Linked DNA regions of Oryctolagus cuniculus: region 2 is linked to region 1. The links are chromatin contacts, called in public Hi-C maps. All regions are on one chromosome and are shown on one strand. The core of a region is the stretch at or near the end of the contact, and the rest is flanking DNA. Distances in the headings are between cores, read along the strand shown. Region 1 has its middle 88 kb from the start of NAB1. Region 2 overlaps NAB1 (NGFI-A binding protein 1).

The links. Hi-C and Micro-C count contacts between places; a contact is called where the count stands out from the background.
Region 2: a contact with region 1 is called in a Hi-C map of an unstated tissue, with 1.5 times the contacts expected there. The contact joins two enhancer-like sites. A contact is called at or near these places in 2 of 6 Hi-C or Micro-C datasets (psoas muscle and an unstated tissue).

The regions. Positions count from the first base shown.
Region 1 is chr3:49,617,378-49,623,626 of mOryCun1.1, reverse strand. No RefSeq gene overlaps it. Among named protein-coding and RNA genes, the nearest start is that of NAB1, 88 kb to the left of the region's middle. Within about 2 kb of position 1,631, at least 2 of the 8 cell types and tissues checked have an H3K27ac peak or open chromatin away from gene starts, as enhancers often do.
Region 2 is chr3:49,691,771-49,697,713 of mOryCun1.1, reverse strand. NAB1 (NGFI-A binding protein 1) reads left to right here. Exons shown (of 8, transcript XM_002712343.5): 2 at 1,176-2,010. The coding sequence starts at 1,195. Among named protein-coding and RNA genes, the nearest start is that of NAB1, 13 kb to the left of the region's middle. Within about 2 kb of position 1,688, at least 1 of the 8 cell types and tissues checked has an H3K27ac peak or open chromatin away from gene starts, as enhancers often do.

The DNA.
Region 1 (6,249 bases), core at 382-2,881:
ATAATCCGATTAATAACCAGTTCCGGATGAGGAAGCTGAGGCTTAGAAAGTTAAATAAGTTGCCCAAGATCCTAAAGTTAATCAGTAGTCGAAACTCCAAAGGTGAGTACAGACAGTCCCTGACTTACAATGGTTTGACTTATGGATCTTAGACTTTATGATGAGGCTTTCTTTCAGTGTGTACATTAAAATGGAGTACCTGGACAACCATTCTGTTGTTCCCTTTCACTACAGTATTTAATAAATTACCCAAGATATTCAACATCTTATTATAAAATAGACTTTGTTAGATTAATTTGTGCAACTGTAGGCTAACCGAGGTGTTCTGAGCACACTTAAGGCAGGCTAGGCTGAGCTTCGATGTTCAGTAGTTCAGTAGTTTAGGTGTATTAAGTGCATTTTTAATTTATAATATTTTCAACCATTGATCAAGGGATGTAGCCCCTTCATAAGTCCAGACACATCTGCACACCAGAATACATTCATCTAGTGGGCAGATGACACAGCTACAGAGAACAATTCATGGATGCAGGTGTGCAGCACAGGTGGGGAGGGGATAGGGTGCACTCGACTTAGTGTAATGGGATGCAGAGGGTAGAATGGAAGAAATGATTGGGGAAGGCTCTGAGAGGATGTGCCTCCAAGGCTGAATCTTCAAGTATGTGTGGGAGCTAAAAGAAGGAGGAGGGAGCACCCTGGGTGTGGGTGACAGGAGGCTGACATTTCAGCAATGGGGCCAGCCAAGTTATTCTCACAGAGACAGTTCAGGAAATAGTCACAGAGCTGTTGAATGACAGCAGGGGCAGAGTCACCTGGCCAAGATACTGCATAGCTTCCCTTGGGCGCAACCAGGGATGCAGAGACGTGAGCCTCTCTGCATGGAGTGCAAAGCCAAGGCAGGGTGGCCGGGGAGGCTGCTGACATTGCGGATGGCAGCGAGCCCAGTGGTGGGAACACAGCTGTGGGGATGGCGGAAATGTTTGGAGGTTGTTTTCCAAGAGCAGCTATTGGAATCTGAGATCAGCTTCCAGATGATGAACAGATTCACAGGGTGGGGCACAGAGGGTGGCTGACTGGAAGTGCTTACTGAGATGAACAGGTGGTGAGGTCACTGGACTTAGAAGAATGTCCCAAGACACTGAGGCTGAGTAGATTCCTTACAGCTCTAAGAATCCATAATTCTGTTAGTTCCCGGGTTTTCCTTGGAATGAATGGGTTTGTAGAATGTTTTAATATCATTCTACATAAGCTGGTTGCCAGAAGTTGCTATTTTGCTCCACTTTTCGGAAACATGCTACAATCAAATCTCGTGATTTTTGTATTAGGATGTACAGGCAGTGTTGGTGATTCCAACACCCCATAACCTGGTGCAATTGAAGAATCCATATGCATTACCATAATAAGCAAAGGGTCCACTGGCGTCAAAGGAGACAAGTAAGCAGCTCAGCTACAAAGACAGGGGAAGTCTTCTCAGCTGCCAAACATCTCTGGGACTTGTAGAAGTCTTGTGAATGTTGCACTAGTGTTACGCATCCTCTCTTCAGACTCCTTCCTGTTGTGTGAGGCGCGGGTGTCAGCTACCAACATAGAAAAATGCCTTGGAACACAGTCCCAGTAAACAGCACATCTGGGCACCTCAGAATGTTTTTACCTTTCAACAACTGCCATGGTGAGGGTCCTGACCTGTGGCTACATGAACCTCTATTACACCCCACTCTTCTGCTCAAAAGAGAAACACAGATCCCAACATGCCTAAGAAACTTTGGTTTTAAAAAGTCCCCTGCCAAGTGTAATCATTCCAGCTTGACCTTTTGCCTTCTGCCCAATAAGAAGGTAGCATGAAAACACAAATGGATAATATGAGTCAAACTACAAAGCTAAATTTGGTCCTCAGCAAAGGCAATGTGAGAGAAAATTGGAGATTGTCTTTGACAAATAAGTTCTAGAGGGAAAATTGTTCTGGGTTCACCAGAATCCCCATAGTTTTTTAAAAAATCTCTTTGCATGAAATTTGAGATGAGGAGCCTAAGAGATGTGATCTGACCCCAGTGTGAGTCTTGGAGACAGAATCGCTTACTGTGTTCCAGGTCACACAGCCACACTTCTGCCCTCCTGCTTGCTGGGAAAGGTCAATGGAGCGCCACTCTATCATTTGAGGAAAATGTTCCCAGCCTTCAGAAAAGTTTTGTTTGGCCTCAAGTTTCAACTTGTGGTGAAGTTTTATATTTGCATTACAAAGGGCTAAAAGATCGAGAGAGAATGTGAGATGCTAGAATGGAAATGATGACTGTTTCCTAGCTTCATTGCGTCCAGTGCATGGACGCAAACATGAATCCTGCACTCTAGTTGGGGTTCTGAATGACAGTGACAGGAGAGGTGCTGACTTCCCTGGAAATCCCCTGATAAAAAGCCCTTACTAACATTCTGCAAATTGGGTCTCCAGGTTCTAATATCGCTCTCTGACCAACAAAAGAATGCATTTCCGACAATGTAACCTGTTCAAACAGAGGAAATAAGCCTTCTCCCTTCACCGTGCGACCTCTGGCGAGGAAGACAGCACCTGCCAGGGAGGGCAGAGGTGCGTCCCGAATGTTGCGGTCATCCAGAGGAAGGGTCCACTCTTGACCAGGGCACTGCAAAGGCTTCTCTACATGGCCTAGCATCCCCAAGTGTCTTCTGCCTTCACAACATTTCTTGGAAACTTGGAATAGAAAGCTTCCATTATTTTGCTCTTTCAGGAAATGATTCACAGCATTTCCAAAATCAACAGAATCTCATACAACAGAATATTTGAATTCCCAAAGCAGGAATTGCTCTTTGCAAACCCCTACAGACTCCTTGCTCATTAAGTTTATGTCTGTGATTCTGGCACATTAGCCTCGAGCAAAACAACAACCATCTAACTCTTCAAATTAAAAAGATAATAATAATAAAAATTTCCAATCTCCCTGGTTCTATCTTCTAGGAGAGGATCTGAGGTTGATGTGGAGGAGACAGGGCAACGTGGGGAAGTGGAAAGAATGCAGGAGGAGAGGAGACTCATCAGATGTCAGCCCTGGGCCTGCTGCTGACTGGGAGCTGTGACCCATCATCCTCAATTTCCTCAGTTATAAGAATTATAACACTTCTTGTTGAAGCCTTCATGACATCAGAAGACTTAATATTTTTAAAAGATATGCAAAAACCAAGATGTCAGACAAAATGATGTCTGAATATCATTGTGAGAGTAAGAACTTGGACGTTGGGCATTTTCTCATTGAAAAGAGAGGGTGTTACTCCTATAATAGGGCAGATTCCCTTGGGCTGGGCAAACACTTTCACTGCATAATTCCTTATGTGAATAGCGGGATGAGTAAAAAGGAAGTAGGCTGTGATCAGTGAAGCTTCCTCTTATGGTCTTCCGGAGAAAAATTAAAGCTGTTCTGAGGACTCCTAGATGCTAAGATGATTCAGAAATATTGTGTTCTATACACCCTACTTCCACTCATTGCTTGTATTTAGACCCTGTTGAACTTGAATTTCTTCTCTTGGAATTGCAACATCTTCAACATGTTTGGATCCCATTAGCAAAGAAGCAATGCAGCTGTTCATACAACCAAGAGCACTGACATTTTTTTAAGATTTATTTACTTATTTGAAATTCAGTGTTACATAGAGAGAAGGGGAGGGAGAGAGAGAGAGAGAGAGAGAGAGAGAGAGAGAGAGAGAGAGATTCCATTCACTGGTTCATTTCCCCAGGTGATCACGATAGCTGGGGCTGAGTCAGGCTGAAGCCAGGAGCTGGGAGTTTCATCTGGGTCTGCCACATGTGTAGCAGGGACCCAAATACTTGGGACATCTTCCGCTGCTTTTCCCAGGCCATTAGCAAGGAGCTGGATCAGAAGTGGAGCAGGTGAGCCTTGAACCAGCACCATATGGGATGCCAGAATCACAGATGATGGCTTTACCTGCTATGCCACCTCACCAGTCCTGCACTGAATTATTTTTGATCTCTAAAGTAGATGCTGGGATATACCAACCACAGGACCAAAACACTTATGGTTGGAGCTTTCTGGCAGATTGCTCAATTCCTTTTTCCTTTCCTAGGAATTGTTGAAGGAGTTTCTTCCTTCAGCTTAGGGAACTGCCACTGTCTCATCCATGTGGGGTAGGAGTGCTTTGGCTCCTGGGTTGTAATTTAGGATGTTTTTCAATAGCCATCCAGAGAGCTCTGTAGCATTGGCTCAGGCCTTTGTTGCAACTGCTTCATTATTTGGCTGGACGATTTCTCTCCGCCCAGGCCTGTTTTCCCTAGAAGACCTCCTGTATTAACAGCCTTAGACTGCAGTCCTTCATTTCAGCAGGGTTCACACCAATCCCAGAACTGATGAGAGCAGCTTAATTCCTTGTTTAAGAATGTGTTTTATACTGAATACCTGCTTTCCTTCTGGAAGTCTGGAATTTTGGTGCATGCTAGGCCAAGGATACTTACATGGCCTGCTCCCAGTAAAAACCCAAGGTGTTGAGTCTCTAGTGAGCTTCTCTGGTAGACAGCGTTTCACACGGGTTGCCACATTTGTCTTTCATGACTCTGTTGAGAGAGGTTTGCATCTGATTTTCTCCAGAATTCATTCCACGCACAACTTCCCTTTGCTGATTTTTGTTGAAATCTCTTTGCTGCCGTACATTGTGGCTTGGACTATAACTATATGCTGAGTCCTGTTAATCCACCTGTCAGTCATCAAACTCCCCAGTAAACTTCCTGCATGCAAAACTCTTTTATCTCAGAAAAGCTGGCCTAAGTTTTCTGCTCCTTATCTCTTACTCAACACCTAGTTTTCTTGTGGTTCAATTTCAGTTAAGAGGACCATTCTTCCAATTCCCTAATCTTAGAATCTCAGAATCAAAATGCTCCTATCCAGTTGACTAAGTCCTTCCAAATATATCTCTGTAAGGTCTCCTAAACATGGCCCTTCCATTCTCCCCACCATCGTCATGATCCAGTCTGTCATACTTTCCATCTGGATGATGGCTTCAGTTCCCTAATGGTTCACTTTCCCATCACATTGATACTCAGTGCTGCCAAATTCATCTTCGTAATGTAAACTTTGGAAAAAGTGAGTATCTAGCTTTAAAGGCAAAATAAATCGAAACAACCTCATGTAAAAACATGATTTCAGAATAATGTTAAACTTACAAGGCATTCAAGGCCTCATGGACTGGCATCAGTCATTGTGCTAGTCTTACCCACTTCTACACCTTTTAGTGAAATGGAACCTCACACTGCTCACTAAAGAAACCTTGTGTTTTCGCCTTCTTTCCTGTATTCATGCTACTTCTTCCTTCTCAAAAGGTCTGCTACCCATCTTTTCTTATCAAGGCTTTGTCACTACTTTCAATGCCAACTGCACTTTTTCTATAAAATCTTCCCAGCCTACAGCTCAAAGCAGAATTAAAGTCTTGTCCTTTGGTCTTGGACAGTAAAAATTGATTGATATATCTCCTCTTCTGATGTGCGTCTCTGAAAATAATAATAAGGTTGTGTCTCCTTTCATCTGGATCAGTCAATTTGACTAAACAAGAGCGAAAGGAAATTTGGGGGCAAGAATTTTTATTCATGCTGGATAGAGAATCATCCATAATTTAGATGCTGTGTATTCTGGACTAATGGTCTCCAAATGTTCTGATTATGTCCCCCTTAAAAAAAAAACCTGAACATGTGTTTCCAAGATTATGAATGCTTATTTACATATTATATACATTTACATTATACTTTTATGGCCACCATAGAACACAAGCATCAATAGTACTTTTCAAAGGATGAAATGAAAAATAGATGTTGGAAGTTTTGGTATTTCCACCCCATGCTCCTGTGACCCTCTTTGCATTGAGTAATGTGCATTCCTTTCTGGGGAACTCTGCTTCCAAACCTCAGGGCTTGGTGTGTTCCCTTCCCCCCACTACCCACCACCTGCTCCCTCACCCCACCCTCTGTGACCTCCCCACCTTGAATCAGAAGACTTTCCCCAGCTGTGCTTTGAGTAAACTATGAAATATTAACTTCTTTGTGGCCAGAGTAAAAAAAGGTCATCTTTGTCAAGGGAAAAGTGAATTTCATGGACAGGATAAGGTTCTTGTGGGTCTGCCGCCCCTCTGTAGCCCATGGTTGTCCTATAGGGGATACCAAGTCTTGTTTTTGTTGAAGGCAGGATATCCAAACTGTTCTTGAAGACTCTGTTTTTGTTGGGTGGTTATGTGTTTAAATCACAC
Region 2 (5,943 bases), core at 439-2,938, 74 kb before region 1:
ATCCGAACTGTTTGAGTTGAGAGCAGGTCTTGTACTTTCCTCTGATGTGTGCATTTTTTAAGCCCTCTGTAATTTTTTCCATAGAGGGCTACAGGGTCCTTTTGATTCTAAGGGTACATTGATTACAACAAGTTTGTTTCTCTTAAATGGAAGTACTCAGCCAACTCCTCTTTGTATGTGGGAGGTCTCCAGGCAACTGAACAACTTTTAAAGGCTGCTAAGAGGTCAAGAAGTGCTTTACTAGCTCTTGTTCTGTCTTTTTAACAACAGGTTTCTCTATGTTGCTTGGGCTCTAAAAGTATGTTTCTTCCTTGACCTTGACCTCTGCTGCTGCTATGATGGCCTCAGATTACATTTTGCATCTGTGTCCTTGATACATGTGTAGACACAGTCTTGATGTTTGCATGCAGAGTAGTTGTACGTTAGCATCTTGCCCTGTGCCATGTTCAAGTACCATGCATGTCAGAGGGAATCCCATCGTCCTGATTTTTCTCTGTTATATAATCCCATTGTCACCTATAACTCTTCTCTTCCTAGAACTGTAACTGTTTCCTTTCCTTTTTCATGTTTATGCCTAAGAAATGACCAAGTCTTGTCATTTATTTGTTTGAATTTTTGCTGCCTCTTTCTTGGTTCCTAAATATGCCATCTTCTATTTTGTTACCTCCAGGTCTTACTGAAATCTTCCTTTACCTGCCAGACTAATCCTGCTAATTTTTCTTTATGAAATGGAAATAACTATACCTACTTCACAAGGCTGTTCTGAGGATTAGACATGTGAAGTGTCCATGATACTTCTTGGCACAGTCAGTATTTAACAAATGGTGGTAAACTGTAGTACTTCTCTCCTCTTGCTAAATTTGATTATTTTCAATCTACATCTGTGTCCGCACCATGGAAATAGCCAAGTCTGCCCAAACTGTGGGTTGTGGAGCCTCGTGAGTCTTTGGGTCTCCAGACTTCTGCTTGCTGGTTTTTCTCCAGGAAGGTCTGGCCTTTAGAGTTGTTGGAGTGCAAAATGAGATAAAGTACTTACATAGAAAGAATGGCGCTCTCTTGATGGTTGCAATGCAAATGCTCCTTGTTTTTGTTCCTCTGTATTACATTCTTAAATCCTGTAGTGCCCAGCCTATTCGATTTAAGGAGTTTGAATTTTTTCTCTCTTCTTTTTGCAGGTTTAACCCATCCACAGTAATGGCCGCGGCTTTACCCAGGACCCTGGGGGAGTTACAGCTGTATAGAATATTACAGAAAGCCAATCTTCTTTCTTATTTCGATGCTTTTATCCAACAAGGTGGTGATGATGTGCAGCAGCTCTGTGAAGCTGGAGAAGAGGAGTTTTTGGAGATTATGGCACTCGTGGGCATGGCTAGCAAGCCCCTTCATGTTAGAAGGCTGCAGAAGGCTCTGAGAGACTGGGTTACGAACCCGGGCCTTTTCAATCAGCCGCTGACTTCCCTTCCTGTCAGTAGCATACCCATTTATAAGTTACCAGAGGGATCACCGACGTGGCTGGGAATATCCTGCAGTAGTTACGAAAGGAACAGCAATACCCGGGAACCTCACTTAAAAATCCCCAAATGTGCTGCCACGACCTGTGTGCAGAGCTTGGGACAGGGGAAGTCCGATGTGGGGAGCCTGGCACTGCAGAGCGTTGGAGAGTCCAGGCTCTGGCAGGGCCACCATGCTACCGAAAGTGAGCACAGCCTGTCCCCAGCTGACCTTGGCTCCCCAGCTTCCCCAAAGGAAAGCAGCGAGGCCCTAGATGCTGCTGCCGCACTCTCTGTGGCTGAGTGTGTGGAGCGAATGGCCCCCACGCTGCCAAAAAGTGACTTGAACGAAGTAAAAGAGCTGCTGAAAACCAACAAGAAGTTGGCCAAAATGATTGGTCACATCTTTGAGATGAGTGATGACGATCCACACAAAGAGGAGGAAATTCGAAAATACAGTGCAATATATGGCAGATTCGACTCAAAGAGAAAGGATGGAAAGCATCTCACACTTCATGAGGTAGGAAGCCCATGAATTTTTTCTCTACACAGTGTGCGCTCTTAGACGTATTTGGTAATAATTTGCAGCTACAGAGTTACACTGTCTGAAAGCAGGACTAAAAACATATAAGCATTAGCAAAATGCAACCTCTACGAAAACAGACCATATTTATTGTGCTGGGCTTATATTTGTGTTTAACTCAAACGTTTGTGCTTTGGAACTACAAGGCAGTGACTTTTAGGAATATGTCAGAATTGGATCAGAGAGAGCATAGTCTTTGTGTTTGTAAGGCAGTTTTTCAATTTATAAATTAACCATACATTTCAAAAACATTTTTGCAGACTTCTATTTTAGAAAAAAATTTTGTAAAAATAACCAAAACTTAGCTGGCATAGAAAACAAAATAATATAAATCAATGTTTAGCTTTGAATAGTAGCTTTTAACATTGTTTTGTTCAATGATTGGTGTTAAAAGTTCCCATCGGGGCCATTGTTGTGGCATAGCAGGTTAAGCTACCACCTGCAATGCTGGAATCCCATATGGTTGCTAGTTCATGTCCTGGCTGTTCCACTGCCAATCCAGCTACCTGCTAATGCACCTGGGAAAGCAGCATATGATGGCTCAAATCCTTGGACTCCTGTCACCCACATGGGAGACCCAGACAGAGTTCCAGGTTGCTGGTTTTGGTCTGGCAAAGCCCTAGCTGTTGCAGTCTTTTGGGGAGTGAACCAGCAGAGGGAAGATTGATATTCTCTCTCTCTCTCTCTCTCTCTCTCTGACTCCCTCTCTCCTGTAACTCAATAAATTTTTTAAAAATTCTCATTCTTTTATCTTTATAGCACTCTTATCTAGAGACACTCTGCAAGTATGTGTCCATGTATATAAGTATGTGTGTATGTATATATGTGTGCGTATGTATATGTATATATACACTATTGTACTTCTTTTCTCTTGACCGAGCAGTATGTCATCTTCAAAATTCAGCTCAGAGTAGGAGTTTTGCTTATCAGTTAAATCTCCAGTGAGGATACCTTTGTCCCACATTAGAGTACCTGGGTTCAATTCCCACCTCTGGCTACAGTTGTAGCTTCCTGACAGTGCAAACCCCAAGAGGCAGCTGTGATGGCTCAAGTGGTTGGGTTCTGCCACCTCTGTGGGAGACCCAGTTTGAGTTTTGGGCTCCAACTTCTGTCTTGGTTCAGCCCTAGCCATGGTAGGCATTTGGGAAGTGAACTATGTATGAGAGTTCTGTCTCTTTCTCTCTTGGGGGATGGATTTCACCTGAAACATGACTTATGGTCTTTTCTGCTAATGTTGCCTTCCAGGTAGAATGACCTGTTCTTTTTATTTAGATCTCTGCAACACTGGTGTTACATTTAACTTCAACACTTGATTGTGCTTATATGTATACTTGTCTGTCTCTTGCAATAAACTTGGAGTTTCTTTAAGGCAGAAACAATGCCTCATTCTTCTTTATATCCCTGGAGTCTAATGTACCCAATAAATGCTTGAAAAATAAGTGTATTTTCAAATGTTGAAAAGACTGTTAGAGCTAACTTTTTAAATAGCCATAAATCCTTTAGAAGAAAGGAAATTCTCTGAAAAACTGTTCAGGTTGAGTGCAGTATTTCATGTTTAGCATCAGATGTCCCCAACCCCCAGACTTCTACTTTAACATGAAAAAATACTTACTAAAGGCACTGTGGTGCAGTGGCAGCATCACAAATGGGCACCGATACAAGTCCTAGCTGCTCCACTTCCGATCCAGCTCCCTGCTAATGCATCTGGGAAAGCAGTAGAAGATGGCCCAAGTCCTTGGGCCCCTGTTAACTACATGGGAGATCCCAAAAAAGTTCCTAGCTCCTGGCTCCGGGTCAGCTCAGCTCAGGCCGTTGCAGCCATTTGGGGGAGTGAACCAGCGGATGGAAGACCTCTCTGTCTCTTCCTCTTTCTGTAACTCTGAATCTATAAGCTGCCAGATATTTTCTTTACATATATAAATATGGGATCATGTTTTGCACACTGTTCTAATTATTTTTCTTTCCTTTTTTAAATGGAACAGTGCACATAGTGTGATACACCAATAGGTATCTTTTGAAGTCAGTACACATAGAGTTACCTTATTCTTTTATAGATTGAACTGTATTTCTTTAAAAAAAATTATTTGAGAGAGTTTTAGACAGAGGGACAGACAGAAAGATCTTTCATCTGCAGGTTCACGCCCCAAATGGTCAGAATGGTCAGAGCTGGGCTGATCTGAAGCCAGGACCCAGGAGCTTCTTCTGGATTTCCCACCCATGTGCAGGGGCCCAAGAACTTGGGCCATCTTGTGCTTTCCCAGGCCATAGCAGAGAGCTGGATTGGAAGTAGAGCATCTGGGACTCGAATCAGCGCCCCTATGGGATGCCGGCACTGCAAGCGGCGGCTTTACCCTCTGCGCCACAGCGCCGGCCCCTAAAGTATTCCTTTAAATAATTAATTTTTAAGTCAACCTAATATTCTACCATGGTATTAGACCTTTTTGGAAATAAAGCTCTAATTATTAGGGTTATATTCTGTTTAAAATCAATTAGGCATCTTTATTCAAATAATCAAATGGAGTATATAAAACTTCAGCTTTTGAAGCTTTTAGAAAGTTTAATTAATAAAAACAAAATTTGTAAGTGGGAGCTATTGAAATATATTTTACAAAGAATAAACAGGTCAGGTGTCAGCATTGTGGCATTGCAGGTATTTGTGTTACTGGTAGAACCTCTGCCTGCAATGCCAGCATCCCATCCGAGTGCTAGCTTGTGTCCTGGCTGCTCCTTTTCTGATCCAGCCCCCTGCTGACGGCCTGGGAAAAGGCAACAGAAAATGGCCCAAGTCCTTAGGCCCTTGCTACCCACATGGGAGACCTGGGAGAAGCTCCTAGCTCTTGGCTTCGGCTTGGCCCAGCCCTGGCTGTTGCGGCCATCTGGGGCATGAACCAGTGGATGGAAGACCTCTCTCTGTCTTTCCCTCTCTCTCACACTCCCTCTCCCCATCTCTCCCTGTCTCCCTGTAACTCTGACTTTCAAATAAATAGAATCTTAAAAAACAGTTCAAACAATGAATAAGATATAATTTTGAAATTATATAATTATACTTTGGAGTAGCTTTGCAAAGAATTTTGATGTAGTTTTTCTTTTAATTATGTAAATTTAGACTATGCACTCGACTAAAATAAAATTGATAAGATTCTTCCCACATTCGTTGTTTTTTGCCTAGAAATGCCTTAAATATGTCAATTTGAAAAGATATATTTAAAATATGAGACTTCTTGTATGTGTTTACTTAGGCCTTTTATATTGGTCAGTAATTGTATAATTTTTATTATTGTTTGAGGGAGACAGAGAAAAGAGATAGAGCTCTCATCTGCTGATTCCCTCCCAAAGCTGTAACTGAAAACCTGCTCCTAGGCTCCCATGTGGTCAGCAGGGACCAAACCATGTACACCATCACCTGCTACCTCCCAGGGTCAGCATTGATGGGAAGCTGGAATCAAGAGGGGGAACTGGGAATCAAATGTAGCCACGCCAGAATGGAACTTGGACATTTTAACTGGTGTCTCAGCCGCTGTGTTTTACTCACGTGGGTTTTGCACATTTTTTGTTATGTCAAATACTGTGTATGTTACATGTCTATATTACATGTATTCTAGAATTTATTTATGTAGGATATACCAAATACATAAGATACAAAAATATATAGTTTTTAATTAGATTTTTTCCTCTGATTTTTCGACGGCTATCACTGGCTGGTTTTTGTATATTAGTCTTGTTTTCAGCAGTTCTACCATATGATTTTTTAAAATGATTTTAGATGTGAATACTGGAGCTTCAGATCAGGTAATTGGTTAGCAGAAAGACTTAACTTAGAGGAGATCTGTGATTTGATCCATGTTGGATCTACCCTTTGGCAGTTGTGAA